2 separate regions of the Muntiacus reevesi genome follow, and region 2 is linked to region 1. A link is a contact called in public Hi-C data. All regions are on one chromosome and are shown on one strand. Each heading gives the region's core, a stretch centred on a gene start, on an enhancer-like site or on the middle of the called end of the contact. The rest is flanking DNA. Distances are from core to core; before and after follow the strand shown. Region 1 holds the start of CEP63 (centrosomal protein 63). Region 2 holds the start of CDV3 (CDV3 homolog).

Region 1 (4,780 bases), core at 1,087-3,586:
CTCTAAAGAAAAACAGTCCTTGTTCTTCTTGTTAGGCCTCTATGACATAAACAGAATTTTTAGTAAGCATTTATTCAAGCAAAACGTTTAGATCTTATGACGTGAAGCTTAACAAACTCCCTGCAGGAGAATTTTCCAGAGATTAGGGAAGAAAAGAGCCTGATGATCTAAATGTAAAAGAAGAAAAGTCAGGTCTCTTCTGAATATTTTCCAGGGAACTTCGACTAGGTATGTGTTCCAAAACTGTGAGTTTCTAAAAATGACAGGCCACAGTTAGAGAAATTAAGTGCATATACCACTGCTTCTTGTTCCTCCTCATGGTGTGCATTAAATTCTTTACTACCTTTGGTGTGCTGGACAGAACATAGCTCAGAGGACCTCAGTTCCAGTTTTCATATGACCTCTAATTGAGCTGGTCTGAATCAGCAGACCTCAGCAATCTGATCACATTCCTCTTCAAATACAAAGTTGAGCTAAATGCTCTCCAGAGGTTTCTAGTCAGAGGACTCCATAGTTTTGATTTCTTTGACTTTAGTTTATTTGTCCATTGATAACCTACAGCTACCAGGGTCTACCAGACCTTTAACCCATCACCCTCAGCACACATTACAGCCTACCAGTGGTATTGCAACATCCTCATAAGGCAGCTTGTCTTCTCGCCAAGCATCGTCAATCAAATCCAAGATCCTTCCATCTCTCTGTACCTCACTGTCCATTCTCTTGCAGCTTTGATCTTGTCGGATGGGACCTGTAAACCAGAGAGGTTATTTCTTAAACATGAAGAATGAAAAGATGATTTAATCCACCACTAGGGTTCTCTAGGCTTTCTAGTGTGGATGTTTTGGCAGAGGATCATCCAGGGAAAGACTCATCTCGCCTGGATTAGATTACAGTTTCTTTATAACATCACAGTACCTCCCAGCTGATCTTCCTAGTCACACATAGATTCCATCTTTTGGTAAAGTTTTCTTGGATCACTCAGCGTCAGCATGCATTCTGCCCTTGAATGGTTCCTTGTTTTTATGATTCACTAGGCAAGTTAAGTTGGCTTTGTGAATGATCGTTCAAGCATTATTGTTTCCAATTGCTGTGCGTAAATTTCTTATTAATGATTCAGCATGTTCTCCCCCAATTTGGCCTCAAATCGTTTTTCACCTATTCTTCTTTAGAATACATCTAACTTGTCACACTTTCCAGCCTTTGCACCTAAAAAGGTCTCTTTGCCCCATCACGAACACCTACTTTTCCTTCCAAACTCAAAGTTGGGTGTCAGCTCATCGGGGCCAATATCTCTTGTCCAGAGTTAGGCGTTAAAGTGCCTTCACTCTTCAGGGGCTGGAAGCCCGGAAAGTACAAGGCGGGCAATGACCAGGCCACAGCCACCGTCCCAGGCACTTGCCTGTCCCCATAATGAACAGTTACCACTTTCCTGAACAAAAATCTTTCTTACACACGTGACTGTCCCAAAGCTTGGAATGCTGTCTTCTTCCTTTTTTCCTCAGCTAACCCCCAGTTACTCTAAACAACTTAGCTCCCAGGTTGCCTCCTGCAGGAAGCTTTCTCTAAGCTCTAAGAAGAACGCGGTATCCGCCCCTCCGCAGGTTCCATATTTCCCTGCGCGCAGTGAATTGGCCCCATCAGGAGCTTGTTACATTGCCCGTTACAGGGTCTTCCCAGACAAGCGGTGCGTGCGTTTCTCCGGGACAGGGGCAGTTTTATTCACCTCTGTTTTAGAGCTCCGTAAACTTGTAGTTAAAAGAGCAAACCTGGAATGCCTTTCCCCCCGCTAAATATGACCCTCTCGGGCCACCACCGTCCATACAGGCATGGGATCCCGCCCCAAAGCCTCGGCTTCCGGACCGAGGCGGGCTATACCAAATGCGGAAGCGGGGGAAGTCCAGGACCGCCGTGTAAGTCCCTTTCTACCCTCCCGACGTACGGTAAGGGAGGTAGTTATGAGGATGAGGTGAGGACAACAACCTCGGCCGATAGGATCAGCAGAAAACCGAACGTGCTCCTCCCCGACACTACCTAAGCCAAGGCGCGGGAAACCTTTACCAGCGCCGGCCCAGCGCGGCCAGGACCACGCCCCCAGCGGCCATGTGACCGACGCGCCCTGCTCTCCGATCCCCGGATGTCGGTGAGCCCATTTGGCCGGGCGGAGGGGGAGTCAAGGAGGACGTTGCTTCAATCAAAAGTGAGGGAGCAGTAGGCGGAACGAACGTTCCGAAGACCGTGACTGGACGTCAGGTTGGCCGTGACGCGCGTGCGCGCCCCCGTCCGGAGGTAACGGCGGGAAGACTCGGGGGCGCGCTCGTGGCAGGCCTGTAACCGCATGTGTGAGAGTCCAACAGGCGACGGGTGCCCGTGTCCGGAACCGGAGGCAGCCCTGGCTGCAGTGGGGCCGCGGACTGAGCGGCCGAATGGCCGGGGGCCGACTTCCTCAGCCGCCCGCTGGCCTCCAGGCTCGCCTCCGCCGGCCCGGCTCCGCCCCGGCGCCCCGCCCCTCCTCCTCGCCGCGAACGCTTCGCAGACTCGCGAAGCCAGATATGGCCTCCCACGGCGCGCAGTCCGGGCTAGCCAGGTGGTCAGCCCTTCCCCTGAGGCCGGCCGTGGGAGGGCGGCGGGGTGGGCGAGCTGCTCCTCTTCTCCCAGCGGAGTCGGCAGCGAGCCAGTCTGCCACTTCTGGGGAGGTACCCCGGCCCAGCCCTCCCACCTAGGCTGCCTCATCTGGTTAGCTTCCTAGCCTTGTTGGACTTAGGTTACTGACGGCCGGTGATAGCGGTTCATTTATGGGTGGGAAATTTAGCAAGTTTTTGAAAGTAATTGGTTTAAAAACCTTAATGTTAGTTCCAGAGGTACGGTAATGTGGCAGAAATCATGAAGGACTGAGTTTGGGGAACCCTGAACTCTTACTGATTGCTCCATAGAAATCAGGGATGCGAAATAAATAATAAAGTGAGAGAACAAAAGGGATGGGTCCATAGAACACTATGATCATGAACATATTTGAAAGCAGTAAAGCTAGGCTCATAATGTAGTTTTTACAACATCAGAGTAAAAGTGAGCTTGCTGTCAGCGACTCGTGTTCATTTACAGCGACTAGTTAGAGCACACGTATTGTGCAGAGTAGTTTTCCTTAAGCCTTACGAACGGTTCCTTAAACCAGTCTTAACATTTTTTTTTCTTCCTTTAATAGAACAGTACTGTAGGATTTGTGCCCTGTAGTTACACAGTTCCCCACATACTTGCATTTAACTATTTTCTAGATACGAAGAGGAAACCATAAGGATCATTAACTACACATTACCTTCAAATATTTCTATACTGATCATAGCTGTAGCTTAATATAATTTATTATCCTTTATTATTTATTACATCCTTTATTATTATTATTATATCCTTTAGGGTATATATTTTCTTAATTGAAATGTAGTATCATTAGGTTTTTATCTTGAGCTTCTTTCGTTTTGACTATATCATCAGTGATCAGTATAGTAAGAACGACTGAAATTAAAATGGGCTAAATATTTATAAACATTCAGTTACTTTAAAATGGATGTAGATTCAAGTTTTAACAGTTATTGTAGTTGTTGTATGTATTAACTGTATTGATGCCACTTGTCTCCCGTTAAAAGGTAGAACAACTTTGCTTGGCCTTCACGTTCTCAATTAAGATAGTCGTGGTATTGGATGGTAACAGCATCAGTAGTCAGCTTTATTAGAGCGTCCTACTTTTAAACGTATGTCAGCTTGATTTGAAATTCAGCTAAAACCAACACTGACCTGGGTTTCAGGAATTGAATTTTTAGTTTCTGTGTTACTTTAAATTTTTTTCTTCAAGAACTCAGATTGTGTTTTCAGCCTTACAAAACCACAGTTTTGTCATCACATCTATGAAAATTAGTAAAAATCCTATAGACCCTGATGCTGGGAGAGATTGAGGGCGGGAAGAGAAGGGGGCAATAGAAGAGTATGAGATGGTTGAATGGCATCATTGACTCATTGGATGTAAGTTTGAGCAAACTCCAGGAGATGGTGAAGGATAGGGAAGCCTAGCATGTTGTAGTCCATGGGGTTGGAAAGAGATGGATATGACTTAGCGAACAACATTGTCAGTATTCAGTCTGGGTTCAGATTTTCCCACCTGTCCCATATATGTGTTTTAAAATCAGCTTGTTTGGATTAAAATCTCATAGAGATCCATGTGTTGCATTGAGTTGATACACTTTTTCAGTCTTTTTCTGTTTTTTTTTTTAAGATTTTTTTGTTTTGTTTTGATGAAGGTCATTTTTAAAGTCTTTTATTGGATTTGTTACAATATTGCTTCTGTTTTATGTTTTGGTTTTTTGGCCACTTGGCATGTGGCAGTTTATCTCCCCTACCAGGGATGGAACCAGCAACCCCCTGCACTAGAAGGCAGAGTCTTAACCACTGGACTGCCAGGGAAGTCCCTCAATCTTTTTTAATGTTAACAATTTTATTGCCTCCCTTTTTTGCCTTAACATTCTAGGTTTAGTTGATTGCATCCAGATGCCATCTTTTAACTTGTATGCCTATTTCCTTTATTTCCTTTAAAGGGAATAAACTGGCAGTGAGATCTAGACTTGCACAGTCCATATAGTAGGTGTCAGCCACCTATGGCTATTTAAATGCATTAAAATTAATAAAACTAAAAATTTCAGTTTTCTTGTTGCATTGGCCACATTTCAAGTGTCTAATAGTCACACATGCCAAATAGCTACTCTTCAAATGCTGCATATATAAAGTGTCTTCATAA
Region 2 (4,780 bases), core at 838-3,337, 970 kb before region 1:
AGAGGAAAATCTGGTATGAATATATGCTGTCAGTCTCAGGTCAGGGGATTCAATGAGGGGGAGACTAGATTCCTGGAGGAGAGAATTAACCATAGATAATGACACAACCACAAAGACCCTAGTCTCTCTATTGGCCTGACCTGAGTCTTTTACATATGATCAAGTTTGGGGAACATGCCATCAATCACTGGAAGATGTAGTGGGGAATTTTGCTGCAGCTGCAGTTCCTTCTCTGCTTTTTCCCATCATTAATTCCTTCAAGACACACAGATACATTGATGGAGATCTAAGAAAGAGAGGGCTAAATTTCATTTATTCACATCTAGATCTTTTCTTGTAGATTAGAAGGGAGTTGAAGGCAGGAATGACAAGTTACTTTGCCTAGAATACAACACATTGCCTTAAATATAACGAAATAGGTGTTTCACAGGTGAGGAAAGAAAGAACAAAAGGAAGGAAGGGATGGGGGAGGAAGGAGGGAAAGAAGGGAAGAAAAATTTGATCAGAGATGTTAAGGAAGGTAAGGGAGAGGCAATACTAAACTTGGCTTGCATCACAAGAAGACGCCTAGTGTCACAGAAGGAAGTTACCTAGAGACCCATCCAGGTAGTCAGTATAGGGAATTAAACATAAGCTTGCTATTGGCCAAGGCCAGCTCCTTGATTTGCTTCTTTGACATATTCTGGATTTAGTACTTTAATAGTAGAGGTGAAGGGGGTGTAGGGGAGACAGACTTTAACAGAAAAACTGTAAAGGAAAAGACAAGTACCTCCATGTATTGGCTGTGCTCTATCTACCCTACAAGGCTACTAACATAACTCTGAGTCATTTCCTCAGTGGTTGTGTCTTTAGACGGAAGTGGAAAGCTTAGCATCTTTTATTAGACCGACTTTTTCATATGGGAGGATTCATTTCATCCTCAACTCCCAGAAGGTACTTAAATGGTACAACCACATACAGTCTGGGCACATTTGGTCCTCACTTCTATATATGCCATTCCTTTCCTCTTATCACGGATAAAAAAGATAGATTACAGCCATCATCTCATCAGGGTAGGGGTTATTATTTACATGTAAAATTATTTATAGCATCTAATGTATATTAGAAACTGCCTGTCAATGCAGGAGACATGAGAGACACAGGTTCGATCCCTGGAGAAGGAAATGGCAACCCACTCCAGTATTCTTGCCTGGAGAGTTACAATGACAGAGGAGCCTGGCAGCTACAGTCCATGCAGTCACAGAGTCAGACACGACTGAAGCGACTTAGCACAGCACAATATGTGTTAAGTACTGTGCTGGCGCCTAAGAGGTAATCTTTCCCCACATATCTTGCAAGAGCTAACATCTCCACTTTACAGATCAGGAGCTTGAGGGTCAGATTTAGCTTGACCTATTTCTAGATATCTCATAGAAAGTAGAATTCAGATAAAACCAATCTCCTTTCGACTACCTACTGGTTTATGTAGACCTTTTAGTAAATAAGAACTAAACTTCAAGCCCAAAGCACCTCATTTTCATAATAATCATCACCTATGAATAAAATGAATAGTTGCTAGACCAGAGAGGGTGAAAATACAGAGGCCAGCAGAGCAGACGATACCATCTTTATATAGCTAGCTTAGCACAGGGCCTTTCAGTCTCACTGAAGTTCAAACCACTACAAGGCCACAGTTTGCGGCTGACTAGCAGACACACGTGTACCCTACGCATGCGCCTAGAACGGACCTACCCACCCCTTCGATCGGACCTCTTTAGCCAAGTCACCAACAAGCCCTCTAAATGCCCGCCCTCAAGGCTAAACCCTCGACCAATCAGGAGGCAAAAGCCATCATGTACGTCACTTATTTAGCATATACCCTCTCCCCGCCCCCAAGCCACAGCCCCGCCCCGTCTGAGGCAGGGATTGTCGCCTAAGCGGTTCGTCCTGGCACCTGATTGGCTCCCTTGCCAGCTCCGCCTCCGTCTCCTCTCACCGCCCTCCCCTCCCCGCTCCCACAGTGGCGGGCGGAGCTAAGTACGCAGGCGCGGGCGCTGCCTCTCTTTTCTGGTGGCCCGCCCTCCTTCCTCCCCCTCCCTCCCCTCCCCACCCCCTGTCCCCTCCTCTCCCGGCCTGCGTGCTCGCGTCTTCCTCCTGCACTCGCCGCCGCTAACCCAGCACTCTCGCCGGAGCCTCTGGCCCGCGGGTTCCTTTTTCCCTCCAGCTGTGGAGCGGGCGGGATCCTGCACTGCGATCGCGGCAGCAGCTCCAGCCCGGGCGGGCTCGGGCGGAGGCAGCGGCACGCGAGCCCCTAGGAGGACCGTACCACCGTCCGCCAGCAGGCGGGGGGGGCCGGTCGCCCCGCTGCACACGCCTCAGCGACCCCGAGGGACTGAGGCGTCGCCGCGCCTGGGAGCTTGAGCGCCGAGCCGGCCTCGACCCCGAGCTCGGAGCCCCGACGGGCCGCGCCCGCCGCCGGCCCCACCCATCCGGGCCAAGGAGGCCGCGGCCATGGCTGAGACGGAGGAGCGGAGCCTAGATAACTTCTTCGCCAAGAGAGATAAAAAGAAGAAGAAGGAGCGGAGCAACCGGGCGGCGAGCGCAGCGAGCGCGGCGGGCGGCGCTGGCGGGAGCAGCGGAGCCACGGGCGCGGCGGGCGGTGGGGCGGGCGCAGGGACCCGGCCGGGAGATAGCGGGACCGCGGGCGTGGGGGCCACTGGCCCTGGGGCCGCCACCAAGGTTGTGACAAAGGTGAGGGGCCGGGGAGTTAGGGCTCGGGCCGCGCTCTTGCGCCCATGTGCCCGCCCCCGCCTGCCTGCCTGAGGAAGCGGCCGGGGCCGGCCGGCGGGCTGACGGGCACGGAGGCTGCCACGTGACGCGGGCTTCCCACGGCGGGCCGCCTCGCGTTCCCCGCCGGACCACAGCGGCCCAGCTCCCGACCCTCGTCGCCTGGCTCGGGCTAGCACGCAGGCAGGCGGCGGCACCCTCCCGGGGAATCGGCCCGGGTCGGAAGTACATCTATCGGGTGACGTCTACTCTGAGTAATTTAGCGTCCTGATTTCAGCCTAGTAGTGTGAACTGAATTTTCTAACAATCACATTTGCAGCAGATCTAATTGGCTCGACTTGGTCTGGAAACCTGTAAAAGAAAAGTCTCATACAAGATTGAGGTAGACGTTTAGTTGTGGGCTTACTATGGACTTCATCCGACGTTTCCTGGTTGCTTTTAAAGTAACAAGTCTCATGAAGGAACCGGGTGGAAGTAACAAAGTTTAGTCACGTTTGTCCTCAAGCCTAGTAGCCTTGGGATTGAGCAAGGGCTTTGGCCAGAAAACGAGTCCACACTTTAGGTTCCAACCACTTTATCCCTTAATAGTCTGATGGTTGTTTTAGTTGTGTTTTAAAAATAGCTTTAATTGACTACCTGGTACTTGTTTTACAGGAGGAAGATGAGTGGAAAGAATTTGAGCAAAAAGAGGTTGATTACAGCGGTCTAAGAGTTCAAGCAATGCAAATAAGGTATGGTTTGGTTACAGATAACGTTTATGTCACCCACCGGATAAATACTGTATGTTTGGGGTTTTTTTGTCCCAAAACAGCATCACAGTACTCTTGTGCTTTAGGTATGCTTATTACGACTAATGGATTGAGTCTATTCCTCCTCTGTGTTGGCAGCCCTTTTATATGCCAGTCAAATTAGCTGCCAGTTCTAAAATCCTGTGAGAGCTTGCCTACTTCGAATCTTGGTTAGGCCTTTTTGAGACAGCTAAAATGGATTTTGTGCTTTCAGAATTTTTGCTTTTATTATTGGTGGGTTGAACTTAGCTTTTGTCTCAAAAGATAACATGGGTGGTTGTATTTGAAGCATAGTTACAGGGAAATACAGATTTTACCTATTCAACTTGTGTAATCAGCACGGAAGTCAAGAAAGGAAATATTACTGGTAGAGAAGAAAGCCCCCTTCCTAACCTCTTGTAGTCATTGTTTTAACCCCCAAATAACCACTCTCCTAACACTGTAGATTAATTTTCCCTAGAAATTTATAGAAATGGAATCATAGTCTAAGCATAAAGTTTTAAAAAAACAGTAATTCCTGAAAATTACATTGATTGGTTTAGAAGATTTGAAATTAACACGTTTTATCAAATCCAGTCTATGGTAGTCACATGAACTTTAGATTCATGTAAATAAATGTCATGTTTTTGAAGATTTCATGAAGAGAAAATCCATTGGCTTAGATTAAAAACCGTTTATTCCCAGTTTCAAGAAGCAAGTGATCCTAGGGAATTACCTCAGTGCTCTCACTAGTAGGGGCCCAGGTTCTTTTACTGGTTGGGGAACTAGTCCTGCATACCATGCAGTGTGGCCAAAAAAGAAGTGACCCTGATGCACTGCCTTCCAGATTGAAGTTTGTGATTTATATTTACTCGTGACCACCTGGCACAGTGGAGGAAATAACTTTTCCTTAACAGAATACTGTTCTTTGACCTCACTCAGTTAAGCTCAGTCGCTCAGTCGTGTCCGACTTTGCGACCCCATGGACTGCAGGCTTCCCTATCTATCACCAACTCCTGGAGCTTGCTCAAACTCATGTCCATCAGGTCAGTGATGCCATCCAGACATCTTATCCTCTGTTGTTCCCTTCTCCTGCCTTTACTCTTTACCAGTATCAGAATCTTTTTCAGTGAGTCAGTTCTTCACATCAGGTGGCCACAGTATTGGAGTTTCAGCATCAGTCCTTCCAATGAAGGACTCACTAGATGGTAATGTTTATAATATTAAATAACTTGTTTAAAAAGCAG

What was found. Hi-C and Micro-C count contacts between places; a contact is called where the count stands out from the background.
Region 2: a contact with region 1 is called in a Hi-C map of blood, with 5 times the contacts expected there. The contact joins the promoter of CDV3 here to the promoter of CEP63 in region 1. A contact is called at or near these places in 2 of 3 Hi-C or Micro-C datasets (blood and muscle).

Annotation. Positions count from the first base shown.
Region 1 is chr8:14,853,941-14,858,720 of mMunRee1.1, reverse strand. It overlaps CEP63 (centrosomal protein 63), which reads left to right and starts at 2,336. Exons shown (of 14, transcript XM_065942197.1): 1 at 2,336-2,584. The coding sequence starts at 2,336. ANAPC13 (anaphase promoting complex subunit 13) reads right to left here and starts at 2,461. Exons shown (of 3, transcript XM_065942206.1): 1 at 2,326-2,461; 2 at 618-748. The coding sequence starts at 716.
Region 2 is chr8:15,822,210-15,826,989 of mMunRee1.1, reverse strand. It overlaps CDV3 (CDV3 homolog), which reads left to right and starts at 2,087. Exons shown (of 5, transcript XM_065942178.1): 1 at 2,087-2,730; 2 at 3,421-3,497. The coding sequence starts at 2,491.